Regions from separate parts of the Zea mays genome. Here all the other regions are linked to region 1. Evidence: chromatin contacts called from public Hi-C data. All regions are on one chromosome and are shown on one strand. The core of a region is the stretch at or near the end of the contact, and the rest is flanking DNA. Distances in the headings are between cores, read along the strand shown. Region 1 holds the start of LOC100382590 (putative leucine-rich repeat receptor-like protein kinase family protein). Region 2 holds the start of LOC100384150. Region 3 overlaps LOC100384150. Region 4 holds the start of LOC100147736.

Region 1 (3,156 bases), core at 2-2,501:
TAGGCGTTGTTTATCTTTTCAAACAATAATAACGATCGATTCACACTATTCTCCTTTCTGGAGCGTCTCCCCTAAAAAAAGGAAAGCACAATCCTACAATGTTTTTCTCTTCTTTGTCTTGGCATGTCCTTCCATTTGCTACAAATATGAAGTATATTTAGAGTTTTAGACTCCATTTGGTAGGACTCTCATATCATCGACTCAGCTCTGGTTTATCTAGAAAAATAACTTCTTCCTTATATTCACGGGGAGCTTATGTAGGAGCACCCTATTTAATTAAAAACGTAGTTCCTCCTAATTTTATGGAAGAGTGAATGAAAGAGAGCCAAAAAAGTCTGTTTTTAGAGCTCCTGGCCTTGTTCGTTTTTATGGATGCTTTTTCTTTTTTTCATGGAGAAGTTAGTGGAGAAGCTCGCCATTTGGTAGATTGTGTGAAGTAGTAGTTGAGACAGCCCTTGAAAGAGCTCAATGAGGGCTATTGAACATGGGTAGAGTAGTATTATCCACAATTCCTCCTTTTCTCTCGTCTTTCTCACCAATCAAACAACATGTTCATTTAGCTTTAATTCGTATCATGTCTAAGAGCATTTTCAAAAGATTCTTTATTTTTGACTCTCTATTTAACTTTTATTTATCTTTTAATAAAGATTATACTTTATATAAAGCATTTCACTCCAACAGGCTATCTATCTATTTCAGCTAGTCAGGTGGCTAACCAAGTTTAGTTAGTCAGGGAGCTAATTTGGAGAGTCGGATAGCTTGGCGAGTCGGATCGCTAGTCTGTTGGAGAGTTATTTTGCTGTTGATTAGCCAAAATTTTTCTTGATAAGCTATTTACCTAGTCTCATGGAGATGTTCTGATGCTTATATAATATTTTTTATTTATAAGTTATAGCTACAACAGTCTAAATAGCTGACTTTAATCTGAAATGAATAACTAAAAAACACAAGAACAAACAAAAAGCAAAAAATCGGAGAAGTGAAAAAGAATTCGTCCATTGTTTCTATCGCGTTTTTTCATGGCAGGTCACTAAGGTCAGATGGCAGGCGTGTTTGTTCCTTCCCTCACCCTCCCCCCTGCTTTTGTGCTGTTGCGTCCTGCCGGAGAGAGAGAGAACGCTGGACTGCGCTGCGCTGCGCTGCAGACTACACCTGCTCTGCGTTTGCATGTCTTTCTTGGCCTCATGCTTGTTCCATGTTTGAGGACACATTGCACGCAGGCAGGACGCAGGCGCACACCATCTCCTCCCTTGCCCTTGGAACCGCCACCCTTCCACCTCGTTCTCTTCTCTTCTCTTCCCTTGGCTCCGCCCACCTCTGCGGCTCTGCCTCCCTTCGGCAATGGAGGCGGCGCCTCCAACTTCTCCACCCTCCCTGGTGCTACTCTTGCTGCTGCTGCTGCTCATCATCTCTCCCCCTTCCAGCGCTTTCCTCTCCCCCAAGGGCGTCAACCCTGAAGGTTCCATCCTTTCTCCCTTACTTCATTTATTTCGTCACATAATCTGTTTCTACAGTAGTACCACTGGTTTCCATCTCTGTTCCGTTTGCCTCGAATCGAACCGGCGGTTTTTGACGGTTCTTTCTCCTAAGGAAATGAAATCAAAGTGATTTCTCTGGTATATATATGTACTATAATGCTGTGCAGTGCAAGCTCTGATGACGATCAAGAGCATGCTCAAGGACCCCCGTGGCGTCCTCAAGAACTGGGACCAGGACTCCGTGGATCCCTGCAGCTGGACCACCGTCAGCTGCTCGCCAGAGAATTTCGTCACCGGACTGTAAGCGTTCCACTTCCTCTCCCTTGCGCTGCTCCCAGTCCCAGATCACATTTCGCTGCAGAGTTCTTCTTCCCCACCCCCCCCCCTATGTACATCCATGTGTTCTTACCCAATGTTCTGTGGACTGTGGCAATTCGAATGTTTGGCAGGGAGGTCCCAGGACAGAACCTCTCTGGCTTGCTCTCCCCGAGCATAGGGAACCTGACCAACCTTGAGACTGTGTGAGTATTACTTCTTCTCACGGATGATGGATAACCTTGTCATTGCCTGGTGCCTTTTTGACTGGAGGTTGGTCTTTTGCTTTCCTTTCCCTGTTGCAGTCTCATGCAGAACAACAACATCACCGGCCCAATCCCAGCAGAGATTGGCAAGCTTACAAAGCTCAAGACACTTGATCTCTCCAGCAACCACCTGTACGGTGGAATCCCCGCTTCTGTAGGCCACCTTGAGAGCCTGCAGTACTTGTGAGCGCCAACTCTACAGTAGTACTAGTACATACAAGCTTCTCATTAATGCTGTTCTTCAGGTTTTCGCATTAAATAGTTCCTGTCCTCTTGCCATGATATGCTGGATTTTGTTGCCATGTCCAGGAGGCTCAACAACAACACCCTTTCTGGTCCATTCCCTTCAGCATCAGCTAACTTGTCCCAGCTCGTTTTCCTGTGAGTAGTTTCTCACTGTTTGTGCTCATGTTTAGGTATTATTTTTACTTAACTTTGTGTTCGCTCTATACTATGTTTTCAGAGACTTGTCATATAATAACCTGAGTGGTCCAATACCGGGATCTTTGGCAAGAACATTCAAGTAAGGCTTAAACTTTGTGTCTTTCCCTATCCCAAGTGCTAATATATGACAGTAGGACAGGAAATGCAAGATTAAGAACTATTCTGGGCTATTGATGTTCTTGCAGCATAGTTGGGAATCCTCTCATCTGCGGCACCAACACCGAGGAAGATTGCTACGGGACTGCCCCAATGCCGATGTCCTACAAGCTCAATAGCTCGCAGGGTGCTCCGCCACTGGCAAAATCCAAAAGCCACAAGTTTGTTGCAGTTGCATTCGGTGCAGCAATTGGTTGCATCAGCATCCTCTCCCTCGCTGCCGGATTCCTGTTCTGGTGGAGGCACCGTAGAAACCGGCAGATCCTTTTCGACGTCGACGGTAAGCGGACCTCCACGTTTACTTTCACTCCACACATCATTCTGTAGCCTGAGAGATTAACAGTTTATGCTGAACCTGTTCTTGGAACGGACTGGCCACACGTAGACCAACACATGGAGAACGTTGGCCTTGGAAACGTGAAGAGGTTCCAGTTCAGGGAGCTCCAGGCCGCGACAGACAAGTTCAGCGGCAAGAACCTGCTAGGGAAAGGTGGCTT
Region 2 (3,466 bases), core at 314-2,813, 320 kb before region 1:
AGATTTCAAAACCTGTAGCTTTTTAATTCAATAAATTTTATTAAAGAACAAAATGGCAATTGTTATCATATTCTTGGGCAAGCCGAGGAAGCAATGAAACAAAGGGCACATTCTCACTCAAGTTCTATTTTGCTGGTACCTTTTCTGAAGCAGAAACAACAGGGGGCACAAAATTCTCTTCGTCTTCCTGCCAATGCTGCTTGATAAACTGCTTTAGTAAGACAGCAGCAAGGTAGCAAATTGTAAAGGAACAACAAAAAGAAGAAAAGGCTAGCCCACTCATAAAAAAAGGAAACCTGAAAATAATACAGCATTCAACACAGGATTTTGATAAAAAGGAACAAAATGTACAAAAATTGGTTGGAAGGATATCTGTCGTAAACCAAACGAGATCTCTTTGTTGATTGTAACTTTTGTAAGGGCAGCTCCATATCCTGAGAAAAAAATTACAGAAAGAAATAAGTTATTGTCAGTTGATTGCAATTCATGTGTCAAAGAATTGTGCGAACCCAAATCTAGCAAAAGGTTTCAACCTGATTGGCAAATAATTGACAGATATAACAGACCACAATTGAAAATGTGGATGTGCATGCTAATTATGGTTACTAGTTGCAACAGCATGCTAATTCTATGACCACCTCAGTTATCTACAACAAGAGGGCATGTAAGAATGGTGCTGGGATCAATCACACTTTCAGTGCTAGAAAGAGTGTCACTTCTGACAGAATATAAAGCATCATCAATGAAGCTGACATGCACTACAGTGGAGCCAGGTTCCCTGTTGTCAAGTTGTGCTGTGAACTACAGTGGGGCCAGGTTAAATGTTGTCAAGTTGCGCTGTGGACTGGATTAGTTATGAATTTGCCTCTAAGGACTTGGACAGGGATAGAGACGTTCTCACACAGCTAAAATATACAGAAGTTGTGTTCCTGGGAAGCAGTGTACATATAGAGCAAAGCAATCCCAATCAAAGCCTTAGCAACCAGAGCAGTGCTGCACTAATGCGCAGCACTCCCGAACAGGACAATGCTACGACAGTAAACCTGCCTTAAACAATAAAACAATCATCATTTCTGAAGTCGCTGCTCACAAGCCTAGGGGATCCCATCAACTCTCAGCTTGCTCAACTCTCAGTTCACCCCTCAGCTCTCACCAGTCACTAGTAATTTGCCACACCCGTAGTATCTACAGCCGTCAGCCAAAATGAAGAACGCAGCCAAAAACTGGAGCAGAAAACAGCTTCTGGCCAACGCGTGAAGCTGAATTGCTCGATTCTTCAGTTACAAGCCAATCGTCCACGAGAGAGGGGGTAAAGGTAGGAGGTGGCGAACCAGGGAGAAGCGAGGCCTGGCGGAGCGACTCCTCGGCGAAGGCGCGGACATCGCGCGCGGTGTCGAGCGTAGCCGTCAGGCAATCCACCAGCCACCGCTGGTCGCCGTGCGCCTCCATCTAAACCGCAGGCGACGCTGGGATTGGGGCTCCGCGGAGTTGAGTGCGAGCGCGCTCCTCCTTTTTTGTTTCGAAATGGGATCACGCGCAGTGGTTGTGGCGAGCGGGGGCGGAGGGACTCGGGGGCTTTAGTCTAGGGTTTATATAACGAAGCGTGGGGAGGCGGAGGAGACGGAAGAAGAGACGAGAGGTGGCGGCCGAGAAAGGGAAAAGAAGGTGGGATCGAGAGAAAATAGAGATGGGCCAGGATTTGGGCATGGGCCCGGTGTGCGCTCATGTTGGTCTGACCCCACCTGCCAGCCTAGTTAGTTCTTCCCACCAACCAAACGTTTCCCGTTTTGAAGGTGCCGCGCTCCGGTTTTCGATGGCGGGAAAGGAATAAAAGCTTATGAGTTCATTTATAAATTTATTTATCTATATCTTCTCTTCTCTATCAATCTATATATATACTACTACCTCCGTTCATAAATATATGATATCATTTATTTTTTCAAAAACTTTGATCACTCATTTTATTAAAAATATTTATTCAAAATGTAAAATTTTAAGTTAAGCACAAACTACCTTAAGTGTAAAACAAATCAAAAAAATAAATGATAACTCATTATTTTTTTTGATAAGACAAGTGATTAAAGTTTTAAAAAAATCAACAGTGTCATATATTAATGAACGGATGGAGTATAAAAGATCTAGTTTTCTTTTTTTCTATCATATCTGTGAGATTTAGTGTTTTCATTGAAATCATGCAGTACTCGGTGTCCGGTAGGAACCCATAAATTTTTTTGTGAGATAAGCGACCCTCCCCAATGGAAAGTGATATGTTAACGCACACGCAAAATTGGTATAGTATATTGATCTAGTCGACGTCCACATATCGTCGTCGACCACCAGCAAGTGTATGAATATCCCAACTTTGCCAATTTGTTCACGTTTTGGTTCCATATATATATATCATGTGATTACAGACAGTTGTGCGCCTATGTCATCCACTAGAGACCCATGTATTTGTTATTGGGCTGGATCGCACGTCGATTGCTCTTGGTCCAAGTGGGCGATGGCTCCTCCCGCGATCAACATCTTCTGTTGCCTTCCCTAGATTGAAGGGTTGTTGACATCTCTCCCTCGAGATACAACTCGTCCCCAAGCTAAAGAGGCCGAAAATTGTTGCTTGGTAAGTTATTCCTTTTCCCATGTAGCAAGCAACGTCGGTGAGCCCGTCTAACGAATCAATAGCTGGGGCGTCACCTTGTCATTCCAAGGAAGTTGTGGACATTCTTAACACAAGTTGGTGTAGGGAACTCCTTGATTATATGTATCTTTCCTAGATCGGTGGCAATGCCAGCTGCACTCACGATATGTCCCAAAAACTCAAGTTTGTCCCGTGCAAGCAAACAATTGGATTGCTTCAATTTAAGCTTGTTTTGACTAAGTAACAGAAACACTTGTTCGAGATGTGTAACATGGTATACCAGAGTGGCACTATACATCGGCACATCATCTATGAACACTACCACGTATTTCCGCAACCAATGGAGACAAGACATGGTTCATGAAGTCCTGAAAGGTGGTAGGGGCTCATGTTAGGCAAAGACATTCATGCGTTTGGAATGTTGTTTTATACTCATCTCCCTCCTTGATCCTAAACTGGTGATAACCTTAGCGATGATCAAGTTTAGAGAAAATGGTTGCACCACTGAGTTCATAGATGATTTCATCAAATATAGGCATGGGGTAACGGTTCTTGACAGTGTACGTGTTAAGACGCCTATAGTCCACACATACCCTCCACTCCCCGTTTTTTTCTTTACCAATAATACCAGTGAGGCAAATGGACTCGAGCTTTGTTGTATGATTCCACTGGACAACATTTCTTGTATTTTCTTCTCTATTTTGTCCTTTTGTTGAGGCGTGTAGCGATATGGTCGCAACCAAAATGGTTGTGCCCCCAGCAACAGTGGGATGTGGTGGTCAATGCCTCTTTAGGGTGGCAAACCGTGAGTTACACGTTGTGGGGGAC
Region 3 (3,132 bases), core at 577-3,076, 340 kb before region 1:
TACTTGTTAAGACAATGACTATGTGGATGTCTATGACTCTATGATGTAATAAGTACTCTTTTATGTTATTATTCGAGCATTGTGTGATGATGTTCATTTATGTAATCGCTGTGTACGTGAGTTCTGATCCTGGCACGTACATAGTTCGCATTCGGTTTGCCTTCCAAAACCGGGTGTGACAAAATCTAAGTTGATCTAAATGATGTGTCACTTTAAAGTGCTTCACATGGATCATAATAAGCTTAGAAGTCTAGTGGGTCCAATGAGATAACCAGCCAACCCTTCCTATGTGGGTCCCATCAGTTCATTCTTCTCCATTAAGCTAAAATATGCATAAAATGCTCATGGACATATGATGCTTATTATTTGATAAAATATACTTGTGATGTGCTTATCATCCTTTTATTCCGAGAATGTTGACGGTATTTTGAGTATGTGAAGTACGATATTTTTCCAATCAACAAACCACTCACAACATCAAAAGTAGCACATATGTGTTTGTTTGTGATAATGCAACAACCACTCACAATACCAAAAGAAGTTGCACATGTACAAATTCAAGTCATTGCAACCTCTGCAGCAAGCTGAAGCGAACAAGGCAGACATGTTTACTAATCTAATATTAGGAGCCAAAAATTTGTCTTACTTTTTTTATCCACCTCCCCTTAACTACCAGACAGTAAAAAGTTTCTTTTGTCATGCTTTTTTGCATGAACTATACTTACTCATACGAGTTGAAACAGCTTATGTATAATGATAATAGATACAAGGTATAAGGTAGAATTTCAAAATGCATTAGATCAGGTCCTTTATATCTGGTATATAACAGATTCATAACTCACTCAAATAAATTAAAATAGATTACATTTAACGATAACATAGAGTCCAATTCCCATACATATTAAATTAGTATACACATTAGATTAGTTGCAACGCACCGCGGAATTTGCTAGTATTAACTGATTAACCAAAACGTCCGAGGAAGCTGCCATGGTTTATTTTCATAATATCGAGAACCTAAATCAGTCAGAATCGGGAATCAATAGATCAAAAACCAAGGATGTGGACACGAAGAGAAAAGTTCACCTTCCTGTTGCATAAATCAGCTAGCACGGCAGGCACCATCAACATGGAAGTTGGGGATATGAATGGATGATCAATTGTGGCGCCTATGGAGGTACATGTTTTCTATTTCCCCAGCCACAAGGAGTTAACTAATTAAAGGCCCAATTGTCTAGTATCCTAAAGCTGCGCATATACCACATTTTTGCCATACCAACCCTAAGGCTAAAAAATTCTTCACCAGCACTCTGAATACCCCCAAAGACCAATGTATCCTAAACTGAGATTTGGCGTGGTTTGAAGTAACTCATCTAATTTGACTACCTTCAAGCGTGCCAACATGTGTCCACTAAGCAAGCATTCCATAAGGCTGCGTTCATTTATATTGGATTGAGACTAGAAACTATTCTGGCTAACCAATGTTAATACAAATAAACATAACAATCCAGCTAAAACGGTTCCGAAGGAACCGTTCGGCCTAAATAACATTTCAGTCGGCCACTGGAGCTCAACTAGTCCATAAATGAAAAAAATCTTGGATACACAGAAGAACTGCATCTTTAAATTAAGATAGAATAAAAAGGAAGGTTCTTACAAAAGAAAAACTACACCCGTACTCCAAACCAAGAGTGAGGGGTTGAACCGAGGCAAACACTTGACCAAGGAAGGAGAAAACACTTGACCACCGCACACACTAGTAGAGCCCTAAGGAACTCCAACCCCGGGACCCAACTCCCTGAGCTTAACCGCTCCTGCCAAACACCAAAGGTGGCGTTCCTCCAAATAGGCATGCATGAAATTGATGAATAAAGCCAAGGAATCAAGGTCCCTCCGGAGGAATTCAACGTAAGAACAAGTCAAGCCGGGAATTCTTCAGACATGAATACCCAACATCACCACACCCGGTACAACAAATACTCACATCTTGTAGATTTTAAATACAAAGAACATAAAGAAACCTACACTAACAAAACCTCATAACACCGGCTTCAGAGATGTATCAGTTTACACCAATGAACATATAATGAGCAAGAAAACCAGTCCACAGCAATGCAAACAGGACTCGATAACTAATATGAAGATATATTATATCCCGAAAGGTGGAAGACAGGATCCCAAGTTAACGCTTCACCTCCTCAAAACCTTTTCAACAGCTGATCTCTGTGAATCCGACAGGCCCTGCAAAGGATTTATTAGAGGACAATGTTGATGTGGGCATGTGGCTTTGTTCATTTCACATAGGACATATTCATATCTGTTGAATGATTGATAATGCAAATCAACCGGACAAATGACATTTTACCTGGCAAAGATACTCAAATATTGGTCGATTATTCTCCCACAAGTTAGCAAAGATGTTTGTTAGGAAGTCCGCTAACTTCACCTGCATGAATATGGGTTATTTGACTTTGACGTCATCTAATTCAAATGGAAGATCTTTTCTGCAGTGAAAACGAACCTCATTAAGAGGGTCGTTTTTTGTCAGATCATCGTCATAACTATCATCATCATCCTGTTGTACAACTCAAGGTAAATATGGCATAAATATGACAGAACTAACAAAGGAGCAGACCTGGTTGCTCACAAACCTCATCAAAAACCTTGGCCATTGCATTTAAATGTTCAACTGATGGATTAGTCATTGAAGGAACCGATGCTGAGTGTATGATATCATCTGATATACTAGCATCACCATTCTGAACTTCTTCCCAGTCATTATCCTAAAAGGCAAAAAAAAGTTGGAAGTTTCAGAATCAAACAAGCATTGCAGTTAATAGTTTGAAATGACAAGATTTGGTGTAGAAACCTCTTCGGAGTCATCGTCATCACCAGCACCAATTTGTTCCTGAATTTCAGTTAAAGTATCTGCCAGCAATGAGAAGATCTGCATAATACAAATTCAAGAATGTTAAGCAGCAATTATTAAGAGAAAGGCTACTTGATGGTTGGTGTCACATACATTGGTTAACACTGTTAAAAGAAAAAACTGCCTCCATTTTTATTTATTTGACACCACTTGGTTCAATTTTGTACTAACCAGCGACAAATAAAACGAACGGAGGGAGTATT
Region 4 (3,298 bases), core at 603-3,102, 450 kb after region 1:
GAGATTGCAGCTCGTTTGTATTACTTACATTGAGGATATCTGGCGTGGGTCGCAGTGAAGCCGGATTCGTCGCCCGATGTCGGACGACCTTGTTGTTCCTGTCCACTTTGAAGTTGGCCAAGAACTTTGCTTTTGCCTCCTGGATCATCTGCTCCTTGTGCTCCTCGATTTGAAGCTATTCGTCAGCCGGCAAGGTTTTCCAAGTCGGCTCTATGATGTTGCTTGGAGAGACTTCAGAACTATCCCTTGAACCGGCCATTGAGGGCCGATTTGATAGGTCTAAATATGTCTTCCCCGGCGGAGTCGCCAAAAAGTATGTTGACGCCTTTTCGGAGCGGCAAACACTCAACAAGCACCGTGGCGGTGCTCTCTGGTCAGGCGCAGACGGTCCGCGGCCTGGGGCCGGACGGTCCGCGACCTGGCGCAGGGGCTAGGGTCCTCTGCCTGACGGCCGGACGGTCCGCGCCCTGGGGGCCGGACGGTCCGCGCGTACGCAGAGGCGGCGGAAGTCGCCGGCGGCGGCCTGGATCTCGCTCCCGGGAGGGACCCCGTCGGGGAGGAGAGATCCTAGGTGATGTCTAGGCTCGGCAGGCCGACCTAGACTCTTCTAATCGGCGTAGAGTCGAAGAGAAGCGAGAATTTGGAGATCGAGAGGCTAAACCTAAACTAGACTAGAACTACTCCTAGGATAAAATGCGAAATAGAAGTGTTGTTGATTCGATTGATGATAAATCGGCCGTAGACCTCTCTATTTATAGAGGAGGGGGCTGGACCCTTTACACAACTGATTCCGAGCTAATTCCGCGAATCTAGCTAACAACCGTAGCACAAAACTCGGAACCCTAATCTGTTCTGCGCGCGCGCGGACCGTCCGGCCCACAGGCGCGGACCGTCCGGACCGCGGACCGTCCGGCCTCAGGGCTGGCCTGTCCGCACCTCAATTTGGTGCCCAAGAGGCATGTTTTCTTCTCTATCGGATTATTGTGCAATAGCCATAGATATCTTGATGGTTCTATCTGTCCATGAACTGTGTGTTTAATGCGTGTGTCTAAGAGAAAAATAAAAGGGTATATGTTTAGTGGAAGATGTTGTGGGTCTTTAAAACTGGTAGTCATACCGTGTGTTTATATGGAGTCAATGTCTTGAGTTATAAGTCATCAAGGCTGCTATACCATATATAGACCGTGAGAAGCCACCAAGCCCAATACGACAGGAAGTCGTACACATATAATAACACCCCGTTAGCTGAATGAGGACGAGCTACAGAGAGCTCTATAAAAACAGCGATTGTGTTCTTTTTCAACTCATATCTTTCTCGGTCTTTTGGCTAAAATAAAGTATAATATTTATTTCGCTCAACCATTGATTGCATTGCGTGTACGACCTCGTCCTTCCCAACCAATATCATGAAAATACGATTGTGTACCGTCGCAATGCACGTGTATTATACTAGTTTATGCTATAAATGAGACTTATTATGGTAACTCGTGAGCTCAATATCCAATTCGTAATGCGACCAAGCTCAAGCTATTGCGATCGAGCTCAGCCAAGTCTTTACTCGCTGAGCCATTGACAATTTTGCCATTATTATTTGTGGGTTTCGCTATATATCATCGGACCTACAAATTATAGACATAGATGATCCCACCAGTTATAGACATGAGATGACATCATAATATGAAGTCAAAAGTGAAACTGTGAGAGTGACAAAATTATAACTTTCTCTTACTTGCTGGTCATGGAGACGAACCGACCCGACCTCATTTGCAGCCCAACCCGCACTCACCAACAGAAAGGGAAAAGACCATCCTACCCACGCCAGCTCCGGAGTTCCGACGCAACTTCCCATTCCGATCCACATCAGCCCCGTCGCTGTCTCTCCAGGATCTGGAGACCCTACCCGCCTGAGCCCTCAGCCGGCCGCGCGGTGCGGCACCGCACCACCGCCACCGAGCCACGAACCCGCCGGAGTACCGACCCGCCTGCGCCCTCCGCTGGCCGTGCGGCGTGGCAGCGCACCACCTACGGCGGGCTGCGGCACCGCCCCGGCCCTCGCACCAGTTCCGCGGCGACGTGGTCCAGCAGCACCGCCAGGCCGCCTACGGCCATTTCACTCGCGGCTTCTGAGCATCTACCTGCACTTCTTCAATTACCTGCAGCTTTCATCGTATTTCCTTTGCATTGCATACCGTGCAGCCACCTCTGCACATGATGTTTCGGATGTTATCTTATTATTAAAAAACTAGATTTACTCATGTTTTTCTTCCTCTGTCATTATTGCTGATTTGGTAACTAATCTTTCTGTGGGGTTTATGCACTGTTAATTTTTCCCTGTCATTTTAGGTCTAATTTGTATTCGACACTCTCATCGTAGTAACTGCCTCATAGGTTTTGTGCCCTCTGTATACATCTCTATCGGCTCCATGTCCAAGGCACTGCACCACCCTTTTGTTATCAGGTAACAATCCACATCACACCTCCGCCCGAAAAAAAAACTTTTATCAATAGAGTTCTCTTTTTGTTAACCTCCTTTACTTTTACTTTCAGGTTTTAAACCGGCTTTTGGAATTGTACACATGGATCAATTTGTGGGAGTGGAAATTAGAGCAGATTTCTGTGCTTTTTTTTTTCCAGCACATCTGCCAGACTAGTATCATCAGCAATTGTCCATCGCAGCATAGGTACTTATTACTTTTGTAGTCCTATTCTCCTGCATAAGTACGCTATTATTGGTAATCATTTATACGCTGTTACGTTCGATATTTCTTCTGGTCTTCAAATGTTAGTTTTCCACCCTCATACAAGACAACTAGATGTTATGTTTGGATCATATATATAGTGTGTTTGCCACTGTTAAACATGGTGTTTGAGTATTGTAAAACCATACTAAACAAATTCTCTGTCCCTGGATTATTGTATTTGATAGCTTCACATATTCCTTCCATTATTCAACAATTTCTTGATTTATGGATCCACATATGCATGATTGGGGAACGGTAGATCTAAACAGTGAATCTGGACCATACATGCATGAACAACACCGTCCAGATCTAGAACTACCACCAGTAAAAACTACCGCAAGTGGGAAGGAAATAAAGGGTGGGTAGTATCGTTGCCTCGCAGGTTGGGAGAACATGTTTAATTATGCTGCAATGGCTCGATTTAGTTGCCTAGTAGCTGGGACTGGTCCACCAACTTAAAATATATAAGGTACATGTCCACACATATATAGGTAGTGGAGAAGATGATGGCAGAAACAGGAGTTGAAATCAGTCGCAACCGTCCGCTTCACTCTCGC

The links. Hi-C and Micro-C count contacts between places; a contact is called where the count stands out from the background.
Region 2: a Hi-C map of tassel shows a contact between it and region 1, with 9 times the contacts expected there. The contact joins the promoter of LOC100384150 here to the promoter of LOC100382590 in region 1. A contact is called at or near these places in 9 of 25 Hi-C or Micro-C datasets (ear, endosperm, leaf and 2 more) and 1 of 3 datasets of contacts at active chromatin or transcription factors (leaf).
Region 3: a Hi-C map of an unstated tissue shows a contact between it and region 1, with 4 times the contacts expected there. The contact joins the enhancer-like site here to the promoter of LOC100382590 in region 1. A contact is called at or near these places in 2 of 25 Hi-C or Micro-C datasets (leaf and an unstated tissue).
Region 4: a Hi-C map of ear shows a contact between it and region 1, with 2.5 times the contacts expected there. The contact joins the promoter of LOC100147736 here to the promoter of LOC100382590 in region 1. A contact is called at or near these places in 2 of 25 Hi-C or Micro-C datasets (ear and tassel).

What each region holds. Positions count from the first base shown.
Region 1 is chr9:37,500,776-37,503,931 of Zm-B73-REFERENCE-NAM-5.0, forward strand. It overlaps LOC100382590 (putative leucine-rich repeat receptor-like protein kinase family protein), which reads left to right and starts at 1,252. Exons shown (of 9, transcript NM_001175320.1): 1 at 1,252-1,459; 2 at 1,646-1,778; 3 at 1,928-1,999; 4 at 2,099-2,440; 5 at 2,523-2,582; 6 at 2,689-2,939; 7 at 3,045-3,156. The coding sequence starts at 2,343.
Region 2 is chr9:37,177,311-37,180,776 of Zm-B73-REFERENCE-NAM-5.0, forward strand. LOC100384150 reads right to left here and starts at 1,564. Exons shown (of 33, transcript NM_001362245.1): 1 at 1,332-1,564; 2 at 373-434; 3 at 140-232. The coding sequence starts at 1,449.
Region 3 is chr9:37,158,830-37,161,961 of Zm-B73-REFERENCE-NAM-5.0, forward strand. It overlaps LOC100384150, which reads right to left. Exons shown (of 33, transcript NM_001362245.1): 29 at 2,870-2,947; 30 at 2,652-2,783; 31 at 2,522-2,575; 32 at 2,366-2,446; 33 at 1,862-2,241. The coding sequence ends at 2,191. Among protein-coding and RNA genes, the nearest start is that of LOC100384150, 18 kb to the right of the region's middle. Within about 2 kb of position 1,827, at least 2 of the 20 cell types and tissues checked have an H3K27ac peak or open chromatin away from gene starts, as enhancers often do.
Region 4 is chr9:37,951,839-37,955,136 of Zm-B73-REFERENCE-NAM-5.0, forward strand. It overlaps LOC100147736, which reads left to right and starts at 1,853. Exons shown (of 3, transcript NM_001358120.1): 1 at 1,853-2,458; 2 at 2,548-2,681.